Linked DNA regions of Capra hircus: region 1 is linked to region 2. A link is a contact called in public Hi-C data. All regions are on one chromosome and are shown on one strand. Each heading gives the region's core, a stretch centred on a gene start, on an enhancer-like site or on the middle of the called end of the contact. The rest is flanking DNA. Distances are from core to core; before and after follow the strand shown.

Region 1 (6,472 bases), core at 505-3,004, 86 kb after region 2:
ATGCATGCACAGAGGTAACAAAAAGAATATGGTGACATCTATACCTGCCTTTCATTAGGTTCCATATATTTCCCTAGGTGGAGCCCTGTTTTTCACTTTCTTAGCAGATTATCCAGTGGGTACTTTTCTTTAAAAGTGCCATACAGTCAATCCAGTTATATCATCAATGTCATTAATATAAATATCAAAACTATGGATATTTTAAATCTGTAATCATCTCAGATGGTTGAAATGGCTTTTAATACAAACATTAATGGTACATCTTATCTATGATATTTTCAGTCTGTAAGGAATGGACCCTGGGAATGTGAGATTGAATAGTGTCTCTAGCTTGGACTGCACTGATAAAATAATAAAGACTATGACTGGTGGCCACGCAAGCTTGGAAAGCTAATGACCCTGTCTTCTGTCAGAGCTGCTTTCCTCCAGTCCCGTATATTGTTGATAGACATGTTGAAGCTGATGTCAGCTTCTTTGTTGAACTGCATTCTAAATGTACCTCACAGTTGCATCAAAAGTTTAAAGCAAACACTGGAAATTAGTTTGAATCCCTATGTAAACCTCTCACCATCCACATTACAGTTCAACAAAGTAATATTTAAAGTACAGAGTCTTCTTCCAAAGTTAATGGACAACCCTGTGTGTCACTGCTCTGCAGAGCCCTGATTTCTTACACTTTGAGAGACTCTTGCCACTTGGACCAGTGAGCACACAAGTGCCATAACCCAAAGGTGTGAGGGAATTATATCCATGATGAATTGTTATTATACACACACACACACACACACACACACATTTAATTACACAAATTAAACTGCGGAGATTAGAATGAAGGAGGAATAAGAAATCCAAAGGCTCCCTTTGGCAGTCCTCCCACTGTGGCCCTCCCCACAGAGAGAGATGTCTGGGTAGTCAAGGCCATGTGCTCACCAGAGCCCAGGGCTTCAGGATTCCCAGCCCAGAAGACCTCAAGCCCACTTTCAGGGCTGTACAAGGCCTTTTCCCCAGGTCTGCTCTCTCAAGCACAGATGAAACCGTCAGTGCAAACATTTCCAGGCATGAGGAGAGGCCTCAGGGCCACACTCGTCAGGTCAGCCCCTCACAGAGGAAGAAGAAAGAAGGATGGGAGTGGTCCCAGAAGGTCATGCTCTCCCCAGGCCAGCATATTTCAGCAGGACTTTGAGGAGTTAAAACCTGGCCAATTAGGTCATGTGAAAGCTTAGCTGTTGAGGCAGGAGACTAGCCCATATTTTAACGTTTGTTAACTTGATTTATAAAGGCTAAATATTTAGACATATGGTATGTGGTCTCCCTCTGTGTGCTTGCCGCAGGCCTCTCAAATGTTCTGTTCAAATGTACAAGCACGGGCTTGTATCCTTTCCACCGCTGAACTCAGTGAGAATGTGAGTGGCACCCCTTAGTGACCATGGGCTTGTGGATTCTTCTGTTGCCTCACTTTGCATAGTGTAAACACCTCCTCCCAGAGGGCAGTGAGATTTTCTGTTGTTTTAAAAAAAATGTGGTTTTTGTTAACTTGGTGCCTACAGATGACCGTTTCATCTCATGGTCAATCAAAGGAAGAACAATTTAGTTCTACATAATAAGTAAATTGGGGGAAGGGGGCTGGTTGTTTGGTGAGTAACTTTAGGGGTGGTCTAAGAGAATTTTCAAAAGAACTTTCAGTAACACACGTTTCTACTAATCTGGAAGAAGCAGTCTCACTGAGTCAATCTAACCACCTCCGGGCACTGGAAGATACCACAATGCTCTGGCCCAAGGGAAAGAGGAGTTTTCTCAGTAACAGATCCTATTTTAACGTCCCTCCTGGTGGGCTGCAGTCCATGGGGTCGCTAAGAGTTGGACACGACTGAACGCCTTCACTTTCACTTTCCACTTTCATGCAGTGGAGAAGGAAATGGCAACCCCCTCCAGTGTTCTTGCCTGGAGAATCCCAGGGACGGGGGAGCCTGGTGGGCTGCCGTCTATGGGACTGCACACGACTGAAGCGACTTAGCAGCAGCAGCAGCATTATCAATAAAATCTTCCTCTTGTAGTTGTCATTCATATCATCATATTAGAACTTTTTTTTTTAATTTAACACAAAAGGACTCCAGCTTGTTATTAACTATATTCAGTAGCAAGAGCTCCCTTTCAGAGCTGACTCAGCCACCCACAACCCCATCCTGACTTTTCTAACCTAGATAATTCCACTTCTGCTCGTATGTTCCCACAGGACTTATTTTTTAAATCGTTTAAGCTTTCTATATCATCTCCAATTTTTCTACATCCCTTTTGAGACTAAACATAATGTGGATACATCATATTGAGAATAATTGCCTCATAAATTCCACCTGGGGTTCTTGTTAAAATGCAGAATCTGGTTCAGTGGGCCTGGAAAGAGGCCAGAGAAGCTGTTTTTCTAACAAGCTCTTAGATGATGACAGTACTGCTGGTTCTGGCATACAGCAAGTTTCTGTCAGATTTCATCCTGGGAAAAACAGCAATTTTTGTCCCACTCCTTCCCGCTCCAAACCCACTCCTCGGAGGTGATCACTTTTTGAGTTCTAAATATTATGTTAAGATCATACTGATATTTCTTAATATGTTTATTTTATATACTTCTGAATTATTCCTAGAAAAAGATTAAGCTGTGGCTCTCTTTTTTAAAAACTTTTTATTCTATACTGCAGTATGATTGATTAGGGGCTTCCCTGCTGGCTCAGATGGTGAAAGCATCTGCCTGCAGTACAGGGGACCTGGATTGGATCCCTGAGTGTTGTGTTAGTTTCAGGTGTACAGCAAAAGGATTCAGTTATACATATACATGTATCTATTCTTTCTCAAATTCTTTTCCTGTTTAGGTTGTTATGTAATATTGAGCAGAGTTCCCTGTTCTGTACAGTAGGTCCTTGATGGTTATCTATTTTTAATTAAACTATGGCTCTTATATACCAGCTCTTCATACACATGAATTTTACCCATTTTTTACAATATTATTGTATAGCATTTAGTTTATTTAATATATTCAGTATTTGGGGTTACATTAGTAACAGGTAGATAAAACAAATTGATTAAGTAAAATGTCTGAGGCAACTAATAAGTCCAGGAAAAACTAAAAATAATATAAGAATGGAAATACAATCATACTGTTACATGGTTCAGCTGTTAACATTTTTTTTTTTATAATCATAGTAATGCAAGCACTGGATGTATTAACTAACCAAAACCCACCAGGGTCAGGGAAGTTGGGAACCTCATTGCCTAGGCTGAGGCTAGTAACTACCCCTCCTGTTCAGCCCTCACTCTCCAGCTTCTGGGGGCTCAGTGCTTCCACCCCTGGTTCTGAAACACACAGCCCCTAACTGCCACCCTCGCTCCAGACTCCCCTAGCTTTCACTCCCAGACCTAGGTTACAGTTTTATTTTATTGGAAAGTAAACAAAACCCCAGTTGTTACTTTATTGAAGTTTCTGGAAGAAGCTGAGGAAAGTACATATTTTTCCCACTTAACCATGTTTAACCCTGTTTGATATTGCTTTTAAAAAATCCAATATGACCCAGAGAGATGTTGTGGGGAGGGAGATGGGAGGGGGGTTCAAGTTTGGGAACGCATGTAAGAATTAAAGATTTTAAAATTTAAAAAAAAATAAAAAATTAAAATTAAAAAAATAAAAATAAAAAGATTCTAAATAAATAAATAAATAAATAAAAATAAAAAATCCATTATGATACTGACTTGTTTTTGTTATAGCTACACACATCTGGCTTTCTTTTGTTAATAGTTGATAAGTCAAAAGGACAAATTTCCAAAAGTAAAAATAAAGAGCAACTTATCTGGATTTCAACTGATGAAAATATGCTGGAATTGTTGAAGCTAGAAATTGTTTTGGAAACAATATCATTCGTTTGTGTAAAGGAAGATTTCTCAAACTCTGTATATCCTTTAACTTTTTAAAATAAGGAATGTTCCATAACAGAAGATGTTTGAGGGTATTTTATACTTTATACTTTAAAAAGTTGTTAGTTTTTATAAAAGCACATCTAATAATAGGTAACAACTATACACATTTGTAGAAGGCTTCCCAGTTGGCACTAGTAGTAAAGAACCTACCTGTCAATGCGGGAGATATAAGAGACACAGGTTCAGTCCCTGGGTGGGGGAGATCCCCTGGAGGAGGACCTGGCAACCCTCTCCAGTATTCTTGCCTGGAGAATTCCCATAGACAGAGGAGCCTGGCAGGCTACAGTCCGTACATAGAGTGGCAGAGAGTCACGACTGAAGCGACTTAGCACACACGAGTATGCATTTGTAAGATAACAATTTATTTCTTTCCCCCTTAGGGCTGTCACATGGTGACTGAGGAGCTTCATTCCATAACATTTGAGACACAGATCTGCCTCTATGGACTGACCATAGATTTGGAGGTAGGTGTTTCAAGGAACATTTAGTATTTACTAATAGCATTTTCAGGAATTGGTCAGTATTTGAAGATGAAAACTCAATATTTTCTAGGTTTTAGTACATTCCTTATTCATTATTTTTGTTGTAATTTAGGAAATCAATATGTGAAATATTCACTCATTAGTCAGCATATATTATTCTGATTAAATATAAATGATAAGGGAATTCCCTGGTTGTCCAGTGTTTAGGACTCTACACTCTTATTGCCAAGGGCCCAGGTTTGTTTCCTGGTCAGCTAACTAAGATCTCACAAGCTATGTGGCATGGCCAAAAAATAATTTTTAAATTATATATATATATATATATATATATAAATGATAAAACCGCAGTCATTATAATTCAATACATATTGAATAATTTGTTGCTGAGACTGTATACTTGTTTGTTTTCTGGGATTCCCAGAGTTGCAGATACTCAGTGGAAAGCTTAAAGAGAAATAAATATACTTGAATCATGTCATGTACGATTTCAAAATTTTAATTTGTACATAAAATTGCCTCAGAAGAAAGGTATTTATAGTGTGATGAGCAAAGACCAATGATAGGAACATTAATAGCACATTGTTTTGATTCTCTGACAACAATCACCATTGAACTCAAAGAAGAAATCAAGAAATGGGGAATTAAATTGAACATAATTAACAATGAGCTCCCTGAAGGCAGGATATCACACCTTTATCCTTCCATTACCAGTGCCCCCACAGTGCCTGACATATAACAGATGCTCAACATTTGTTGAGTAAATGAATGAATGAGTGCATGAACGGATAAACACAACTTCATACACCTGAATATGGTCCTATTTGTAGAACAGATTATCTTAGCCTTCTGCCTTCACTCCTGTATCTTAATGAATGTGAACATATTTATAAAATTTTCCAGAGTTTTCATCCCTTTTCCCTAAATGTCTGCTTCCATGAGCTGTTGAGTTCCTCAAGTGGGCATTTCACTGTCTACAAACAATATAACTTCTGTTAATGCGAAGGGACTAATGTAAGTTGATTAGTTTCCCAGATGAATCTGTGAAGCCTGTTTGTTCCATAAGGTGGAAAACGTTAGCACCAACAGCACTAAGCTGAGTGCTATGACAATAGAGGCAGCAGCTCTATCTCCCATAGTGTTTTGTATTCCAAGGTCATGCACCTCTCCCTCTAAAACCCCCATATCTGATACTGACATTAATGAGATGTTAGATCATAATTTGAATATATTAATCCATTCCAGAGATAAATTTTAAATTAGATTCTTTGATGTAACTTATTAAGAAAGTTGCTAAGTCGATACAAGCTCTAGTTATATTTTTGGCAGTACATGATACAAGAAAGTTAAAAATATCTACATAATATCAGGGAAGATATTGGAGCCGACTCACCAAGCACTCTGAAAGGATCCCTATTTTTATTGCTTCTTTGCTCCCTGTACTTTGACTCATGTATGCTCAGATGGTTCCATTGCCTTCATGAATCATTATAGTACCAAAGCAGTGTAGACACCAGGATTGGAGGAGTGGGGTTGACTTGAGACGGCCCTTTAGGGGAAAGACCCAAGTATAAAATCAATGTAAGATGCTACTACCTGTAATAACTGTGCCTTTCTTTCAAAAAAAAACCAGACCTGCTCATTACCTGTGGTGATGATTTCCAACGTCAGTCAGTTACCTAATGCTTGGGCAGCCATCATTTGGTACAATGTGTCAACCAACGATTCCCAGGTAGAGACCCTATTCTTGTTTCTCCCCCTTTAATTCCATTTGGTTTGTTTTATGGTCAACAAAACCCATGTGCCCCAAAAGGTATGTGTATATGTGTGTGTATAAATTTTGGCATATCTTTGTGGGTTATTTCAAAACTCCAATATATTCAGTTGTGTGACTCCTCCCTTGTGTCATATTTAAAATAACATGTTCTGATATACTTGGACCATGAGAGTGTTCTGGCTAGCAGAAGTGACATACAGATGTTCTTTATTTCTGAGGTCTGGTCAGTTCCCAACTCTGTGCATCACAGAGGGTT
Region 2 (6,284 bases), core at 961-3,460:
ACATGTGGCTCTTAAGCACTTGAAATGTGGAGACTCCTAACTAAATGGCAAGTACACACCAGACTTCAAAGATTTCATATGAAGTAAGGAATATTGTCTCTCAGTCTTTTTTCTTTACATTTAAAAAATTGAAGTACAGTTGATTTACAATGTTGTGTTAGTTCCTGGTACACAGCAAAGTGAATCAGTTTTGTATATAATATACATATATATGATTAAATATAGTTTGCTGTGCTATATAGTGGGATCTTTTGTTTATGGAATGGTGTCTCTCATTAATAACTTTTTATACTGATTATATGTTGAAATGTTAATATTCTATATGTATTGGGTTATTTACAGTATTAAAAGTAATTTAATTGTTGCTTTTTCCTTTTTTAATGTGGCTACTAGAAAAGTGAACATATGTTGCTTGCATTTTATTTCTCTTGGACAGTATTAGTTTGGACATGATCAGAATTCAGTCAGGGAAAAATTACTTACAGGGTTGGAGTCATCAGTGAAATCTTTACTGAGAAGGAGAGGATTTCAGTGAGTAGACAAGTTGGGGAAGAAACTACAGCTGAAGGGAGCATCAGTACTGAAATATGAGAGGATAATCTAGAGAGCAGAGGAGACTGATTTACATCAGATCATGGGTTCTTGGGGTGGGCCAGGAGGGTGGGGGAGAGAAGTTTCTGAAAGAGGTTAGGACCAAGTTGAACAGAACTTTGGGTGCCGAGAATTTGGACTTTTTCCTATAGGCAGTGTCTGTGTCCCCAGAAGGAAACCAGTCTTTGTTCCGTGGCTGCTGGAACAGCCCAGATGAGGCACTTCCTTCAGGTGGGGACAGAGCAGCATAAGCTCCTGGAAACCACCCAGTGAGCAAGCAGCCAGGACCAGCTCTACCTGACAAATGAATTTAGATGATGACTTCGAATTTAGATGTCTGACTTTGGGGTTGATTGACTTGTTCTTTGTAGGTGAGGGAGAGAGGTGGTAAATTTAATCACATGATGATATCTCCTGAAAGAGGAGGAGAATCCTCTGTGATGCTGGTTAGCACCATGCTGTGAAGCAAGGCCTTTGACCTTGGCAGATCTCTCTAGGCATGCACATAAACAGATTGAGTCGTTCTGTTCTTTCTACCTCCTTTAGTCCGTCGTCTGTTTTTGCTTTTGTGTCTATTTTCCTAAACTTTTGTAGAACTCTTACTGCATGTCAGGGGATGTTAACATCTGGCTCAGAGATGAAAAGAAAACAGCACTCAGGAGGTAGTTGAACCCTCCAGATTCTTATCCAGTCTTCACAGGTAAATCAATGAGTAACTCAGGTCACCTCTTTGGGCCCCGTGTCTCTTCAGATAGAAAAGAGGAGTCAGAACCAGATGAGGCCAAGGCTCCCTCCAGCTCTGGGGTTCTAGAACCAGTCCACCTCACAAAGGGAGAAACACATCCCCCTGCAACCAGGCGTAGCTAATGGGTAGGGGAGGATGATTCTGGGCTGGTAAGGGCAGGTGTCCACCTGCGCAGGAGCTGGTCCCAGCCGCTGGGTGAGGTTGTCTTGCTGGTGAGCAGACCCTGTTAGAATCCGCGCACAGTGAAGGCTTCCATTGGCTGTTTTCATCCTGGCGACCCACCCCTTTCATTCCAGGGGCTGGCTCCCGCCGTGGTGAGTGGAGTCTATAGGGAGGAAGCCGGGAAGCCTGGAATTTAGGTCGGGGCAAGTAAGTCTGCGCTTCCCTGATGGTTCAGCCGGTAAAGAATCTGCTGGCAATGAGGGAGACCTGGGATCGATCCCTGGGTTGGGACGATCCCCTGGAAGAGGGCATGGCAACCCACTCCAGTATTCTTGCCTCGAGAATCCTCCTGGCCGGCTACAGTCCATGGATGGGATCGCAAAGAGTAGGACACGACTGAGCGACTAAGCGCGGCTTAAGTAAGTCTGCAGGGGCTCTCAGTCTGGGGAAACCGGAAGAGAAAGAGCGTGTGGCCCCCACCCACCCACTTCTTCTGACACCCTCGGGCCACAGGGAGTGGCTGGAGTGATTGATGGGGATGAGGAGAGGGCGCCCCGCGTGGTGGCTTCAACCTGTTTCTGCTCTTCAGCGTTTCTGGAATAGGCAGTGGGTGGAAACGACCCTAGTAAAGTACCGGAGGTTCTAACACTGACGCACAGGAAAGCCTCAAGTAGGAGGAGAAATGCAAATCCTCTCTGACGAAGGCGTCAGCGGCTAGGTCCTAGGGGACCGTGCAGGGCGATTCCAACCGTGGACTTGAGCACCGCCTGGGACGCGGGCAGAGGGAGCCAGGTAAGGAGGCAGACCGCACCTTGGCGTGGCTTCTCTGGAGGAGGGCGGGCCAGGACGTGGTTCTGCAGGACGATGCCGAAGTTTTGCCGCGCCCGTGCTGTGTTGACAGTTACTTCACGGTCCTAGCTGAGGAAGAGTAGTTTCAGAAACAAGCGGTCGACTCCATGATTCAAAGGTGCGCGGTGGCGCGGGTCTCTCCAGGCACTCTGCCCCGGAAACCGTAAACTTGAGTGGGTGCGACCGCTGTGGCTGCAGCGGGGGGTGGGTCCGCGCCGAGTGTGGTCCCCCGCTTCACTTTCTTAGCCAGCTGCTCTTAACTCTCATGCCTGGCGTTAGATTGCTTGCTTGGGTTTCAGCCAGAAGCTCGCAACTGAGGTAGCCAGTGATTGAGGCTTTGATAAGAGCAGTGATGTTTTAGGACAAGTCGCCCCCTTTTCACAGAACCCCAAAGCGGCAGCGTTAGCCCCCAGGCCGTGGGACAAAACGCCCGTTTATCAGGCTTCTAGGGCCAGGCATTCAAAGAGACTAGGCAGGCGCTCAGTCGTCAAAAGAAATGCTCGGTAGTTTTCTTGGGATGGGAAGAATTAGCCCTTAGAGAGTGAAGGTGTTTTTAGGTCCTTTGAAGGCGTTACTAGAGGCTGCAACAGAAGAGTGTCCTGAGTCTATAAACCTGTCTTTCCCCCGTTCAGCCTTGTGTTCAGCTCTCTGAAGGGTGGACTCAGATACTAGGAGTGATCTAACTTTAGGATGGGTTCAGTCCAGTTAATTCTTAGTTAGAAAATAGATTTTCATCCAGATCATAGCAGAGATTGAACAATAGTAGCTGTTACAATTGTAATGCTATTCTCAGCACCTGTTCTTTTGTCATTCACTAGAATAAACTGATAGAGCAGAGCCATGGGGATAGTAGCATGGCAACAAATGTGTATACACCCAGCATCAGGAAAGACAACCATGTGTAGTGTCAGGAGACCTCAGGTTGTTCCTTAGGAGCTGTGTGTCTTGGGCAAGAGTCATTTTGCCTATGTGTCCCTCGGATTTTTTTTTTTTTTCATTTTAAAGCCAGAATAATACTAGCCACCTGTGCCAATTACAGCATCCAGAGACCCACTCATTCTTCTCTTAATGAGTACTTACTGAGCACTTTCGCCTAGGATTATATGTGTAAATATAAAGTGATAGGAAAGTGAAAAAATTTTTTCCAGTCACTTTCTTTTAGCAAAACATTGGCATTAATCTTTTTTAAATACAAAAGGTGCTCCTGAAATGGTTCCCTTTGAAACCTGAGAAATTTCTCATCATAATGTTCTGTAAGCAAAAGGAAATCTTAATATACCTACAAGGTAAGTTGAAACACCATTGTGATTGATCACATAAATGGTTTCTTTGTTTGATCTAGAATTAGTGACAAAACAATAAAAAATTTGACTTTGGGAAAAATAAAATACTGTAATTTCAAGGAGAGATGTCATATTCATTTCCTTGAGTTAAGAAATACGTCTAAAACTTCTAAATTGGACACAATGGGGTTATGCTGGGGAAACACAGACTTTTGTTTTATGACACACTGCCAACTACGTATCAAGTGGTTTCTTCTTCAGTATGTTGAGGGTTTAACCACTGTCAGATGTACATCAGAGACGGATTAAAAGGAGACTTTAAAAGATTTGCCCCGCAATAGTTGATCATTCCAGAGAGAAATGAAAATATTACTTTGTTCAGAGGTATTTTGAACTGAAAGAAAAGTCCACAGGAAACTCTTTATATAGGTAAGACTGAGACTAGAAGTCTAGGAATATGACTGACTCTAGAAGCCAGACAGATCTGAAATAAAAAGGGATTGGACAGTTTTATTATAAAAGAAGCTTTTATTGGGCAGTCCTCACATCAAGTGTCCCTGGTGGCTCACATGGTGAAGAATCCACCTGAAATGCAGGAGACCCGTGTTCGGTTCCTGGTTTGGGAAGATCCCCTGGAGAAGGGAATGGCAACATACTCCAGTATTCCTGCCTGGAGAATTCCATGGACAGAAGAGAATGGTGGTCTACAGTCTATGGAGTCGCAAAGAGTTGGAAAGGCTGAGCGACTGGTGCTGCAGCACATATAAAGCCTTAAGAGAATCTTAGGAGATATAGTTTAGTTTGTTGCTTGTCTTCAGGTTGCTCAGTCGAATTAATAGTGAGAGGGAGCACAGCCTAGGGAAGGAGATTGTTGAGAATACACATCTGTGTAGACAGATGTGAGGGGTTTTGAGGGGGAATGAAAGCTTTCTAGAGAAGGTGGATCAAACGTTTCTTTTAGAACAAAGAAAAGTATGGCTTGGGGTAGAGGAAGAATCCTTTTTCCTTCCTTAGGAATGCCTTAGGAAAAAGCTCAGAACTGCATTATGTTTGGATTGAAAACATTTTCTTGTTTCTGTTTTCTTTGAGTGATTATAAAATAAATTTTTTTCTCCAGTTATTTAATGGATAACATTGTTTTTGTCCAAAATCCAAAAAAAAAGAAAAAAAAAAAGGAAAAGAAAACATGTACCATCGTTGTTAATAACATTATTTTTAAGTTCTATTTTTTCCTCTTCTTTATAGCATGTCTCAGTGGAATCAAGTCCAACAGTTAGAAATAAAATTTTTGGAGCAAGTTGATCAATTCTATGATGACAACTTTCCTATGGAAATTCGGCATCTGTTGGCCCAGTGGATTGAAAATCAGGACTGGTAGGATCAAACGTTATTGTGTTTTCCCTAGAGGACTTACACATGGACTTACTCTATGGTCCACTTTTAACTCAGTAGATACATTCCTTTCAGGTAAAGAACTTTCTCTGAGGCTTTGGAAAGCTTCCTTAAGGGAGAAGAATCATTGTCCTTCCTGGTTTCATCCATTGTAGATTAAAACTTTATGGTTCTAGTGCTTTGTTTTTTATAAGCCAACCCCCAGTGATTTTCTAAGTATTAAAAAGCCAAGAAGTTAGTCTATTGTTTATATCAATTCTCCATCATAGACTCAATAAAATAAACATTTTTTCTTAATATGTTTTACAAACATTTTTGGAAGCTCCATTCACCTTGTACAATTAATTTTTTATTTGCTTTTGTCTTCTTAAAATTTTTCCTGTAATAAAATATGCATAACATAAAATTTACCATTTTAACATTTGTTAGGTGTTCAGCTTAGTGGCCTTAAGCATACTCACATTGTTGCGCATCCATCACCACAATCCATCTCCAGAATGTTTTCATCTTGAAACTGTGTACTCATTACATGATAACCCCTCATTCTTTCCACCCCAGCCCCTGGCAACCACTGTTTTCTGTCTCTTAATTTAAGTAGCCTAGGTACTTCATAAAAGTGTAGTCATAAGTGTAGTATACTACATTTTACGTAGTATATTCTTTCAAGGTTCATTCATACAGCATATATCAGAATTTCTTCCTTTTTAAGATTGAATAATATTTTGTTGTATGCATAGACTACATTTCTATATTCATCCTTCATCTGAGTGATTTCTTCTTTCAGCTATTGTGAATAAAGCTGATTTAAATGTTGATGTACAAATTATCTACTCAAGTCTTTGCTTCAGTTCTTTTGAGTATCTGCCCAGAAGTGGAATTGTATGTAATTTTATCTTTATAATTTGAGGAATCTCCATACTGTTTTCTACACTGGCTGTACAGTTTTCCACTGCCATTGGCAATATACAAGGAGGTTCTAGTTTCACATCCTCACCAAAACTTATCTTGTGTTTTCAATAATAGCCATCCAAATAAGTGTGAAGCGGTATCTCCTGGTTTGATTTGCATTTCCTTAATGATTAGTGATGTTGAATATACTGTCATGTGTATACAATTTAATTTTTAAAACCATTAAATGCTTATCACTGTGGGATATATTTATCACTTTTAAATGATTATGGTAAAAAGTAGGCATTTTTATAAGTTGTTTCCCGCTGTGTAATGACATTTTTGCTTTTTAGGGAGGCAGCATCTAACAATGA

The links. A called contact is a pair of places that touch in the nucleus more often than the background predicts.
Region 1: a Hi-C map of blood shows a contact between it and region 2, with 5 times the contacts expected there. The contact joins the enhancer-like site here to the promoter of STAT4 in region 2. A contact is called at or near these places in 3 of 5 Hi-C or Micro-C datasets (blood and liver).

The regions. Positions count from the first base shown.
Region 1 is chr2:56,402,762-56,409,233 of ARS1.2, forward strand. STAT4 (signal transducer and activator of transcription 4) reads left to right here. Exons shown (of 24, transcript XM_005676278.3): 15 at 4,341-4,424; 16 at 6,073-6,171. Among named protein-coding and RNA genes, the nearest start is that of STAT1, 29 kb to the right of the region's middle. Within about 2 kb of position 1,755, at least 1 of the 5 cell types and tissues checked has an H3K27ac peak or open chromatin away from gene starts, as enhancers often do.
Region 2 is chr2:56,316,477-56,322,760 of ARS1.2, forward strand. STAT4 (signal transducer and activator of transcription 4) reads left to right here and starts at 2,211. Exons shown (of 24, transcript XM_005676278.3): 1 at 2,211-2,290; 2 at 4,876-5,004; 3 at 6,264-6,284. The coding sequence starts at 4,877.